2 separate regions of the Oryzias latipes genome follow, and region 2 is linked to region 1. Evidence: chromatin contacts called from public Hi-C data. All regions are on one chromosome and are shown on one strand. Each heading gives the region's core, a stretch centred on a gene start, on an enhancer-like site or on the middle of the called end of the contact. The rest is flanking DNA. Distances are from core to core; before and after follow the strand shown.

Evidence for each region. A called contact is a pair of places that touch in the nucleus more often than the background predicts.
Region 2: a Hi-C map of gastrula embryo shows a contact between it and region 1, with 1.7 times the contacts expected there. The contact joins the promoter of LOC101165337 here to the enhancer-like site in region 1. A contact is called at or near these places in 3 of 5 Hi-C or Micro-C datasets (embryo, fibroblasts and gastrula embryo).

What each region holds. Positions count from the first base shown.
Region 1 is chr15:22,979,707-22,985,175 of ASM223467v1, forward strand. It overlaps slit1 (slit homolog 1 protein), which reads right to left. Exons shown (of 36, transcript XM_011484467.3): 18 at 4,973-5,116; 19 at 4,721-4,887; 20 at 2,064-2,196; 21 at 146-214; 22 at 1-72. Among protein-coding and RNA genes, the nearest start is that of LOC101161575, 40 kb to the left of the region's middle. Within about 2 kb of position 1,280, at least 1 of the 8 cell types and tissues checked has an H3K27ac peak or open chromatin away from gene starts, as enhancers often do. A contact at or near this core is called in gastrula embryo, where this site is marked.
Region 2 is chr15:23,132,671-23,137,949 of ASM223467v1, forward strand. It overlaps LOC101165337 (canalicular multispecific organic anion transporter 1), which reads right to left and starts at 3,218. Exons shown (of 33, transcript XM_020709601.2): 1 at 3,192-3,218. It overlaps LOC101162066 (canalicular multispecific organic anion transporter 1-like), which reads right to left. Exons shown (of 32, transcript XM_023963755.1): 30 at 5,224-5,279; 31 at 4,732-4,926; 32 at 3,657-3,995. The coding sequence ends at 3,869.

The DNA.
Region 1 (5,469 bases), core at 30-2,529:
AGAGTGGTAAGTTGGCTCATGTTTGCAAAGGAGGAGTTGGTCAGGGAGTTAATCTTGTTGTTGCTCAGGTCACTGCAAAAACAGAGGCCTTAGTTTACTGTGTAAAGTTGTGAAGAATACAGGGGGCAGATGAAAAGAAACTTACACCAACTGAAGGTATTTGAAAGTTGAAAGCTCCTTTGGCACAATGCTAAACTGGTTTCCATCCAGATACCTAAACAGACAGACAGATATAGAGATAAATCATCCTTAGTCTGGCAAAGTCTGTCAGACTTATTGACTATTTATGAGAACTGGGATGAGTGACTCTTCATCCTGGCGTTCTAAATAGTAAGTACCTCCTGAAGCCAAAGCGTAAGAAGCCAACATCCCATAGACTTCTATAGAGAAATAAACAGCTAATCTATCTGTCATTACCATTCTCTGAGACAGTTGCTAATCCTAATTTTTTCCATGAAAATGTTCCTTCAGTGCAAGTTATTCAAGTTATAAACTGGCCAATCAGATGCTTCAATAAAAGTGTGGTCTTCCATCGAACGCTTGAAACATTTGATTGACAGATTTTATGTAGCCTGCTTTCAATTGCCAACAAGCTCACTCCTAATTGGCTAGAGTGGTTGCTATAGAAATGTTAGCTCAGACCCATTTAGGCCAGCCACTGCCTGCTGACAATTTCTGGTTCCAACATGGCAACATCCATATCGTAAAAAAATGGGGAAGGAATTGACCTCATTTGGTTGGAGCTGTAAGTAAACCATTTTCCAAGGCTGACATCACAGCCACTCAAGTTCATTTTTCATATACAGTCAATGGTCAAACTTTATATGTGTTGACAAGAGAGTTTGGCGCCTCTCTTTTTTAAAACAAATTTAAAAAGGAAATTGTTCTAGAATAAACCAATAACTATACTCCTGAACTGCGTTTCTGTTTCATCACATTGTAAATGCACACCCAAAAAAAAAAAACACTAGAAGAAAAAAACTGTTGCTTTACAGGCTTTTGAAACAACGATTTAGGCACACATTATTTCAAGAATAAGCTATTTTACACAAATAGGACAAATCAACTGGAAAAAGAGGTAAACTGTGATGTGTCTGTGAATTTCTTGCTCATTTGCGATTCTAACCAATCAATAACTTCTGAAGTGACTTGAGGGGCAGGCACACACATGTGATAACATTCTGATTATGTCAGGGCCCCCACAGTTGACATCACGCCTGCAGGTATGCAATCAACCTGCTGACTGCTAACACAAAGCTCTGCTGCTGGTCTGTCACTTTGATAAATGGCTGATTTAGGGCCCACTCCTTCTCAGCAGAGCTGCAGGCTCCTGCCATTGTTGTTGACTGCATGAGGGGTGGGAAAGGCAGCAGCTGGGGGGGGGGGTGCGGTTAACTGGGAGGCCTTGGGTTCAGAGGTAATGATAGGTAATGACGGAGCAGGGGACACTTGGGATAATGATGGAGTAACGAACTCTCCAGATGACTAGATGAAAGCCCAGAACAGAGTGGTACACCTGGTCACACCTGCTGGGACAATGACATGCTTTGAGGCCAGCACAGCGCGTGTGAGCATTGTTGTGTGTGCATTTGCGAGCGTGTGCAGTCGAGAGTCAAATGGAACCAATTGAGACAGTATTAGAAAGTTCCAGACCTATTCCATTCCCTCCCCTTTCCATTGAAAAGTGCTCATTAAAATGTCCCGTGGCTCCCCTTTGCTCCTGCGGACAGGGTTTTGGCCCCCGCACAAGTATGCACACACAAAAACGGACCCATGCATGCACATACACACAAAAACACACAAATGCATTCTGACCCTTGGCTATGACTGAGGGGGTGACATCAGTACCCTGAAGGCAACAGAAAACACAGAACGAACAACGTCTGCGGGAACGTGTCTTTCCCTCCAAATAATGTTCTGTTTTATCATCTACTGCCTGATCACACCTCCTTTTCTGTTTTTGATGCTATCTGGCTCTGTTTCATATCCTCTCACAGGAAGAATCCCACCTGCAGGTCAAATTAAGAAATTAACAGAAGTGTAATTAATGCCAAGGAACTCACAGCTCGGTCACATTTCTCGGGATGCCTCTAGGCAGCGAGTGGAGGTGCTTGTTACTACAGCGCACCACCGTCTCCAGACAAGTACATTCACTGGGACACTGCGGCCGAGGAATGCAGCTCGACTCCTCTTGGCCTGGGAAAAACAAAGAGGTAGAGATGAGACAGACAGCAGGAAGCATGAAAAAGGGGAAATGACCAGGAGGCAAATGTGGAGACAAGCCAGCTAAATTGCATTCTTTTCTGGGGGAGTAAAGACCAAAACCAAAAAGTTAAATGGGTTAAAAAATAATTAGTAGAAGCGGAAACCAGCATTTACTTGTAGAAATTCTTTTAGCAATACTGTTTAATATCAATGCAGAAAAAGTAAAAAAATATCTGACTTGAGATACTTGAGAGAAGTTTTTGCTCACTGTGACCAACAAATTCCAATATAAACCTTACCCTATTTGTGTAATCACTTTTAACTCTAAAGAGTCATTTGAGCTGCACACTCTGTATTAGTTTTAATATTGTTTTGACCCAAAACCCTCTCATCTTTCTTTTTGCTAATTAGCTAATTCAGCAAATAAAATTAAGTTATGTGATCAAGAAAATAGATTATCTCTCAATTCTAAAACTCTATGCATAGATTTTAGAAGAAATAATAACGTGGGGACTTGAATGACTCTGGAGGGTCAGCCATGTGACAATCAAGGGTAATTTCCATTTATAATTTAAAGCAAAGTATTTATCATTTTGCTTTTCAGATTTCTTTTGTTAAGAAAAATGGTTTTCATATAACTAATGGTCTCAACAAAACAAATGTGCAACTTTGTTGTAAAAAAACGTTCTTAAAAATGATAACTGAAAACAATTTGAGACACAAAAACAATTTTAAAAGACTATTGAATTTTAGGTTTGATAATTCTAAATCAATCTTTGGTTTAAGTAAAAAGTGACATGAATGTGATTTTTTAAAACCATTTCTTTTGGTGAAGTCTTTCTTTTTTACATTTCCAGTTGCAGATAAATGATAAATATCTTGCTGTGTGAATGAATTTTAGATAAGCTTTCAGATTCTCTAACATTTGTTACTTTGGTACTTTGAAATAGAGGCAAAGACGTAGTTCGGGAAAATCTGACAGGAGCTCTGGTTCAATTGTTACAATCTTAAATCACCACATTTTAACGATAATCATAATCTGGAGTCATGTGTTTAAATGTTTACGGTTACACCAAAGGTGGCAGTGTGGACACAAACATTTTTTAAAGGTTTCCTTTACTCAAAATGTGATGTCAACCTCGACAACATTTATACCACAAGCAAATTTTGAATGTGTGTCTTTTAATTTAAAATATAAATAAAGCTGAGAATTTTTTTTTTTTTTTACAACGGTGCTTGTCTGAATACAGAGAGTCACTTGTATCACCAAACAGGAAACTTGTTGGTTTTGTCTTGAAACTAAACACTTATGTGTTTGGCCCCTACTGAGAACTTACGTCACTGTAAAAAAAACAGGGACTGAGTTAAAAAACACAGAAGTAGTCAAATATACAGTTAAAAATATGCCATGTTATAAGAAGCCAGTACATTAAGGTTCCATGTCCCTCTCACATTATCTTTTGATCTATTTTAAAAAGCATTCCTAGTGGTCTTTAAATCATGATTATCCCGTTCTTAGCCAAAATCAAAAATCCTTTTAGAAATTAGAAATTGGCCTCTGAGTTTTGGGCCTGTACCCCACTTCCCGACATCCATCTGTTTACACACTACCACGAGCTTACAGCTCGTAAACCTCTGAACATTGTCCGAGTCTGAAATCAGGTTTTTTTTTAGGGTGATTCTAACTGGCAAAACTGGCTTTCAAAGTTTCCCACATGTGAATAATCTCTCTCACTGTGGAATGATGGACCTCAAACTGTCTGGCATTGGTTTATAAACTTTCCCAGAATGATGGGCATCAACGATCGCTTATTTGAAACCATTACTGAGCTATTTCCTCCACGGTATTGAATGAACGCACCTGAGTGCACCAATTCTGCAAACTGCTGAGACTTCTGCTTTTAAAGAGGTCATCAAGTGTTTCTCACAGGGTTGCACCTCAAAATGTTGCTCATCATTTTAAGATGGTAATTATTTTTGTGTGATCTTTTTTGAAAAATTAGAATTTCATCTTTTGGAATTGATTGAATGTCTCTTGTCGTTAACCTCTTACGTCCAGCAGTGACTTCCCTTCTAACCTTCAGTTAGCGGAGTGTTAAGACAAAGAGGAAGTGAAAAATGGAGAAACCAAAACAGGGTAGGGGGAGAGGGGCCTCACTAATGTAATATTGAACAGCAAGAGCAAAGAATGGAAGCTGCCCCAGGCCTGAAGATAAGTCCAACACTCATTCAGGTGCAAATGGGTCGACTGACTGGTCAATAAGGCAAACAGCTCAATAGCTCCACTCAGCCCAACATCGACCAGAGCTTAGGAAATGTTGAACAGCAATCTATTCAACAGACAAAAGTGTCTCACAATAGTGGCCATATTTAAGTCTATCGGAGACACTTTCTGCATTCTCCTCATGTGTTGCAGACCAAAGTTGAAAAATCCTTTATCTTCCACTGTTTTAAGTAAAAGTATACAAAAGTAGAAGAGATAAAAGAAAAGCTAGCACAGGAAGGAAGCACCTACCCTCATCACAGCGAAAGTCAGGCAGAGCCACATCCTGCAGAGGGATTTCCTTCAGGAAGGCTGGGCGCTGGCAGCGAGGGTTACCTGTTACAATCTTCCTACTCCTCAGCCAATCGCCCAGCCAGGCCAGCCGGCAGTCACAGTTGAAGGAATTTGCCAAAAGGTTCCTAGGAAAAAAGATTGTAAAGTAGTGTAAAAACAACCTGAAACCTGAAATAACCTGAAATAAAAGTTTGTTTGGCAGGTTCTTACAGAGTAGAGAGGGTCTGCAGAGTGTCGAAGGCTCCAGGAGTGATGGTGGTCAGCTGGTTGTCGTACAGAGACAACAAACGGACGTTGTGGAGTCCAGTGAAGCTGTCATTGTGAACGCAGCTGATCTTATTGTTCCTTAGCATCCTGAAGAGAAACACAAGTCCAGAGCTGTAAGAATCTGAACTTTCAACGAGTGAAGGATTTTAAGTCTTAGTCACTTGCACCCGTACGGGGTTGACCCTTCTGGGTACTACAAGTTTTTAGGTTGTTGAAACCCGGGAAGGGTAGTAGCCAGGAGTGGCCACATCTTAAAAAGACATCATGAAAATGGAACGTGCCATTGTAGGCATGTGTTAAGTATATCGTGAAAGGATAATGTAAGTTTTTTGCACTTATGACGTAAGGGTGATGCTGTCGTTTGGTGCCCTCTCGCATTGCAGGTGATATGCAAGTACCCATAGGAAGAATGTGTAATGCCCACACAAACCATGCTCTGA
Region 2 (5,279 bases), core at 1,968-4,467, 150 kb after region 1:
ACTCATTTGTGACCGAAACATGCTTAACAGAAATGCCACCATATAAGCAGAGTCATGATGTTAGACTAAAAAGATTTGACAAAACTGCTCCCAGGATGTGCCTCACAATTGCTGTGCTCAACAAAACATGCAAATACCTAAACATTACCACACTGGCTAACATTTGGACATCACAGAAACAATCTGTGTAACAGGTAACAGGTTGTTGTCTTTGTTTCTCCTCCAACAATTCATATTTTGTGGGTAATAATAAATATCTCATTTTCTATTCTTAATTTGCAAATAGATGCAGGGAATCGGATTGAAATGGTTTAGACACATCTAGAGAAGAGACAGTGTTTCTGTTGGTGGAAGGAGGCCTAGAGGAAGACTAAAGAGAAGGATGCAGAGGAGGAGAATGTGAGACCAGAATGTTAGATGGAGGGAGATGATTCACACAGGTGGATTTTAAAGGGAGAAACCAAATGCCCAGAATAAAAAAGTTCAGTGCTTGAAGCTGTCTTCAATGCAACGGGTTTGATGGGTTATTGGAAATATTCTTTGTACTCTTTGACCTTCTGCTCATTTCCCTGTTGGCTGTTGGAATATTTATCTTTGGCAGAATCTGTCTAAACTAATTTTGTGTCTTTGGCCCAAGTTAAAGACCTACTCCAATGAAAATCCATCATTTTAATTATGATGGAGGACATATAGAGAGAAAATTAAGCTTAAAATTGCATTTCTGAGCATTTCTTTATTTAAATTATTGTGACTCAGGAGCAGACAAAAAATGCTGTTGGTAAAAGCGTGAAAAAGAAGTAGAGGCTACTATCGGCAGGCTAGAAGCTCCCTGCTCCGCTCCGTTTTGATTTATCCACTTGCATACAAATAGATCCATGAACGTGTTTGTTTTTTCCTCGTCTGAGCTGGCATCTGGCTTCACAAACGGCTGGATAGCTCACCATTTTAGTTGCACCACTAATGTTAGGTTAGGGCTGTTTGTGGCTGTAAGGTAGTGGGAGAACATGCAGTGTCTGCATGATTTCCAAATATCCAAGCCCTACTCATGACTGACTACCTGGTTCAGGTATGTCCAGCCAATTAGAACATGCCAGAAGAGGGTAAGTTGGAAAACATGCAAGAATCCAGGCCTTGAGGCTGGGAGTCTCCTATACCTGATGTAAACAGATGCAAAATGGGAAATGGGATGTTTACTTCTGTCATAGTGGTTTGTCCCACAACTTCGAGGCAATTTCTGATGAACTACTGCCGCTCTGCAGAAACTATGTCCTAGAAAACCACAGTTGCTAAAAATGGCATTATCATAATTAAAGGTCCACTGGGAACGCTTTTGAAAATAGACTAAAAAAGGATTGGGGTAGGTCTTTAAGTTGGTGCCACCTAATTCAGTTTTACTACAAATCAATTTTTCACACAAACTGCATTCATATTTGACTATACTGCATTCCCCTCTTATTTGCAGGGGTTAGGGACCAGAGATTCCCGCAAATAAGCAATCCCCACAAATACAGAGAACCACCCCCGCCCCCACAGTGGAAGAATGTCCGTCACCGATCCTTACCCTCCAAAAACCCTTCTGAAACATTTCTGGTGCTTTGTAAAACATTTTTTAAAGAACATTGGAATATTGCTCAACCTAAAGAGTTTTATTTAGGGCAATAATAACACACATCAGGAGGGTCACTTTGTCACTATCTGCTTTAAAACCAGGAGCCCGTGGTTCCTCATCCATCATTTAAGTGCGGGGGAGCATCTTCTTCCAGAAGAGGTCAGTTTCATTCATGTCAAACATCTGCTCCAGATGATAATTATTCTTTCAGATTATCTTCCTCAGAGTGTCAGGATATTTTCCGGCTGTTTCTGAGTCAGCTAAGACCATTTCTCTATACAGGGACTCAAACTTTGGCTGGTAGCGATTCAGAAGTATTTCTTAGAAGCCGGAGAATAGTGAAACGTGAATACGCGGAGGAACACTGTAGTCCAAAAATTATCTCCCTGGGCCTTTAACCAAATGCTTTGAACTGAAGCAGGTTGATGCAAAAGCAGTTCAGGTGATTATTCTCCTGTGAGAACGTCAGGCAGCTCCTTTGGACTTTTTCTCCATTTAGTACTAATGAAATCCTATCACTTCCTCCAGTCAATTTGCTTTGGTGATGTAAATTCTTTTTACATTTTAATGATCTGCTTAGAATACACTGCTCTTATCAATTAAAGAAAGGGGGCCAGTCTGACGAGTCCATTAATGCAGAGGTTTCTGCAGCATTACTTAGTGGAGCACATATGTAATTTGTGCAGTGATGATGCTGAAGGTTGTACCCATCGTAATGGCACATTTTGGCAGTTTACCACACAGCTAATGAAAAGATAAATATAGATATAAAACATTTATACTCATTAAATGTGCATTTTAATCCAAGGTTAAAGCACAATTGTCAGTATGCTTGTCAGTTGTCTTGAGTAAAAAAAAATGGTTGAGGGGATATTTATCAAATGAAAAATACATTTTTTAAATTTAATTTTTGCTTAATCCAATTTTTGTATTGTTCAATTGTTAGTCGTGTTTAGTTTTTAAATATTTTTTTTTATTGTAAAATAATCAGCTATTGAGTAACTAAAGGTCAGGTTGTAAATTAAATACTCTGTTTTATCCTGTTAAACACCAGATTCCTCTCACTAGATCTGCAGTGAACTTATCAGGCTTCTGAATCAGGAGTGTTAAGTCAATTATCATGCAGGGCAGAGGTTTTTAAGGACCAGGTTTTGGGGAGACCGGTCAAGTCCCCCAAAATGTGATGTCCATTGTGTTAGATTGGCAGATTAAAAGTCTGAAACACCTGTGTGACCTTAATTAGAGGGCACACCTGCACACAGTAAACGTTTTAAAAACTTCTTTTTTTTAACAGGTATGTGTCGTTTGTCATTTGCAAAAATAATGTTTGCTTTCCATGAAATTGTATTATTTTTAGTCTGTTTAACAGACTAATTTGTTAAAATTGCAATGCGGGGGGGGGAGCAATAAACTTACAAAAATTCATGAAAGTAGCGTCAGCTGACAGAACGAGACAGCTTCAAAGATAAAAATTGTTCATTACTATCTGCTGTGGTTTTATGCACTTATTCTCTTGTTTGTCTGCAGAATCGCGTAAATTTGTCGTCTTTTTAAGCGTTGAAAGATCGACTTTGTAACTCACCTGCTCACATCTTCCTGTCTCCGAGAGAGTGCTGAGAGCGGGGGCGTGATGCGGTGACGTCACGTCGGACAAGCAAAAAAAAAAAAAGAAGCCGCTACCTTTTCCACTCACACCTCTTAAACAAATGTAAACATTTAGCATGAAAAACTGTCACATTTCCAAAGAAATTATTTTATTTTATTACTTGAAAGATATTTTAACACAAGTGTTTTTTAATGACGTAATTGCCTAACTGGCACATAAGCAAATTATTTTTTGTGTCAAGATGTTCTTTTAATGCTTAAAGGTGCATGAACTTTTTTTTTAGTTGTTTAAGTTTATAGTTATAGTTTTTATTTTATGTTATTCATAAATGTGAACAAAGTGTGAACTGGTTTTCATCAAGAAGTCAGAGTCAAGAACTGAGACTGTGAGGCTTGTTTTATCCAGAACGTTTTACACAGAAAATAAAAAATAAAAAACTTCTTATGGTTTATGATGTATTAAAACACCTGATATTTTAATAAAAGATTTTCTGAGAAAGACAGTTTTATTTGTGTTAAAATAAAAACATTTACAGCTGAATTTGAAAAAAGTTGCTTTATAAATACAGAATTTTATCCGTCACAATGTTTATCATTTGAAGTGCAACAACAACTTGTACTTAAATCAGAAAAAAACAATGTGAAAGAATAAAATTAGAGAGCAGTATATTCTTGTGTTAGCCCTGCATCCTTTGCCATGGCATAAAACAAGCCCTGGTTTCCAAGAAGATTGCTCGGTGAATCAAACTCCACAATTTTACCAGCATCAAGGACCATCACCCTGTGGAGTGAGAACACAGATTAAAAGTGATCACACACAGAGCAGTGTTTATCCAAGACGAGTGGGGGAAAATCCTGCTCTGATTGGAAAATATCAGTTTGTATATTTGTGCTGTCTGCATGAGCATGAAGGAAACATGGGAAACAATGTGTACAGTCGGAAACTAAAGGCAACATTTACAGTCATAAAAAAGCAGTAAATTCTGGATCTATTAGAAATATCATTTCTAATAGATTTCAATGAATACTAAGAATCTTCTGTCGTAATATCAAAAGTGGATTTGTTTGAGTTGCAAAGGTCAAAAACAAGGATCTGTAAATGCGTTAGTGAATCCTGTAGATACAGTATAACAGGTGTGCATACTCAAAAGTAAAGATAAATCTTCATTGCACTGTAAACTGTAGCATTTCTTTCCAAAGGCTGAATTTTTTCTTTTTTCTATTGAATTGTGTTTACTGTCTTTGATTTATTTTATGTAATCTCTGTCAAAGTTGGAGCTCTTCTGTCTGTCTTTTCTTCTACCATCTTTGTTTGTAGATTTTCACATAAATTTCAGACTTGAACTTCTCCCAACCAAATAAGCTATGGGCTTGAAATTCCAGGATGCAAACAATCCTTAAAGTAAAAAAAATATATATTCGACTCAAAATAGAAAAAATTCCTCATTAAAGAAAGCCTTTGTTGACAAAAGTAGTTTTAAAAACTGTTGAGTACCTCGCGAGGAGCATTGACTCACCTGGAGCTGTCCATAATTGTGTCCAGGCGATGAGCGATGGTGAGGACAGTGCAGTGTGCAAACTCTTTGCGGATGGTGTTCTGTATCAGGTTGTCGGTTTCAAGGTCAACAGCTGCAGTGGCCTCGTCCAGGATTAGAATGCGAGACTTTCTGAGCAGCGCTCGAGCCAGACACAGCAGCTGCCTCTGCCCGACGCTGGGAAGACACGGATAAGCTCACAATTTAAAGCAACATCAATCAGTGCTCCTGGTTGATGAGAACATGTGAAAAGTTCCTGGTTTTCATTTTAATACAAGATGGAATAAAATCAACAGAAACATATCTTTACTTTTTAACAGGTATACAGTGACATAACAAAACGACGGACTATCATTTACATGTCTGACGACTGTTTTTTCCGTCACTCGAAAGTAAATTGTTCTTGGACGATGATACTTACTGTACTGTTAGGATAAAACCATTGTTATGCCATTCATGAGTCTCCTTTCTCACCTCAGGTTCTCTCCTCCTTCAGCAACTTCATGCTGTAATCCTTCCTGCAGTCCTGC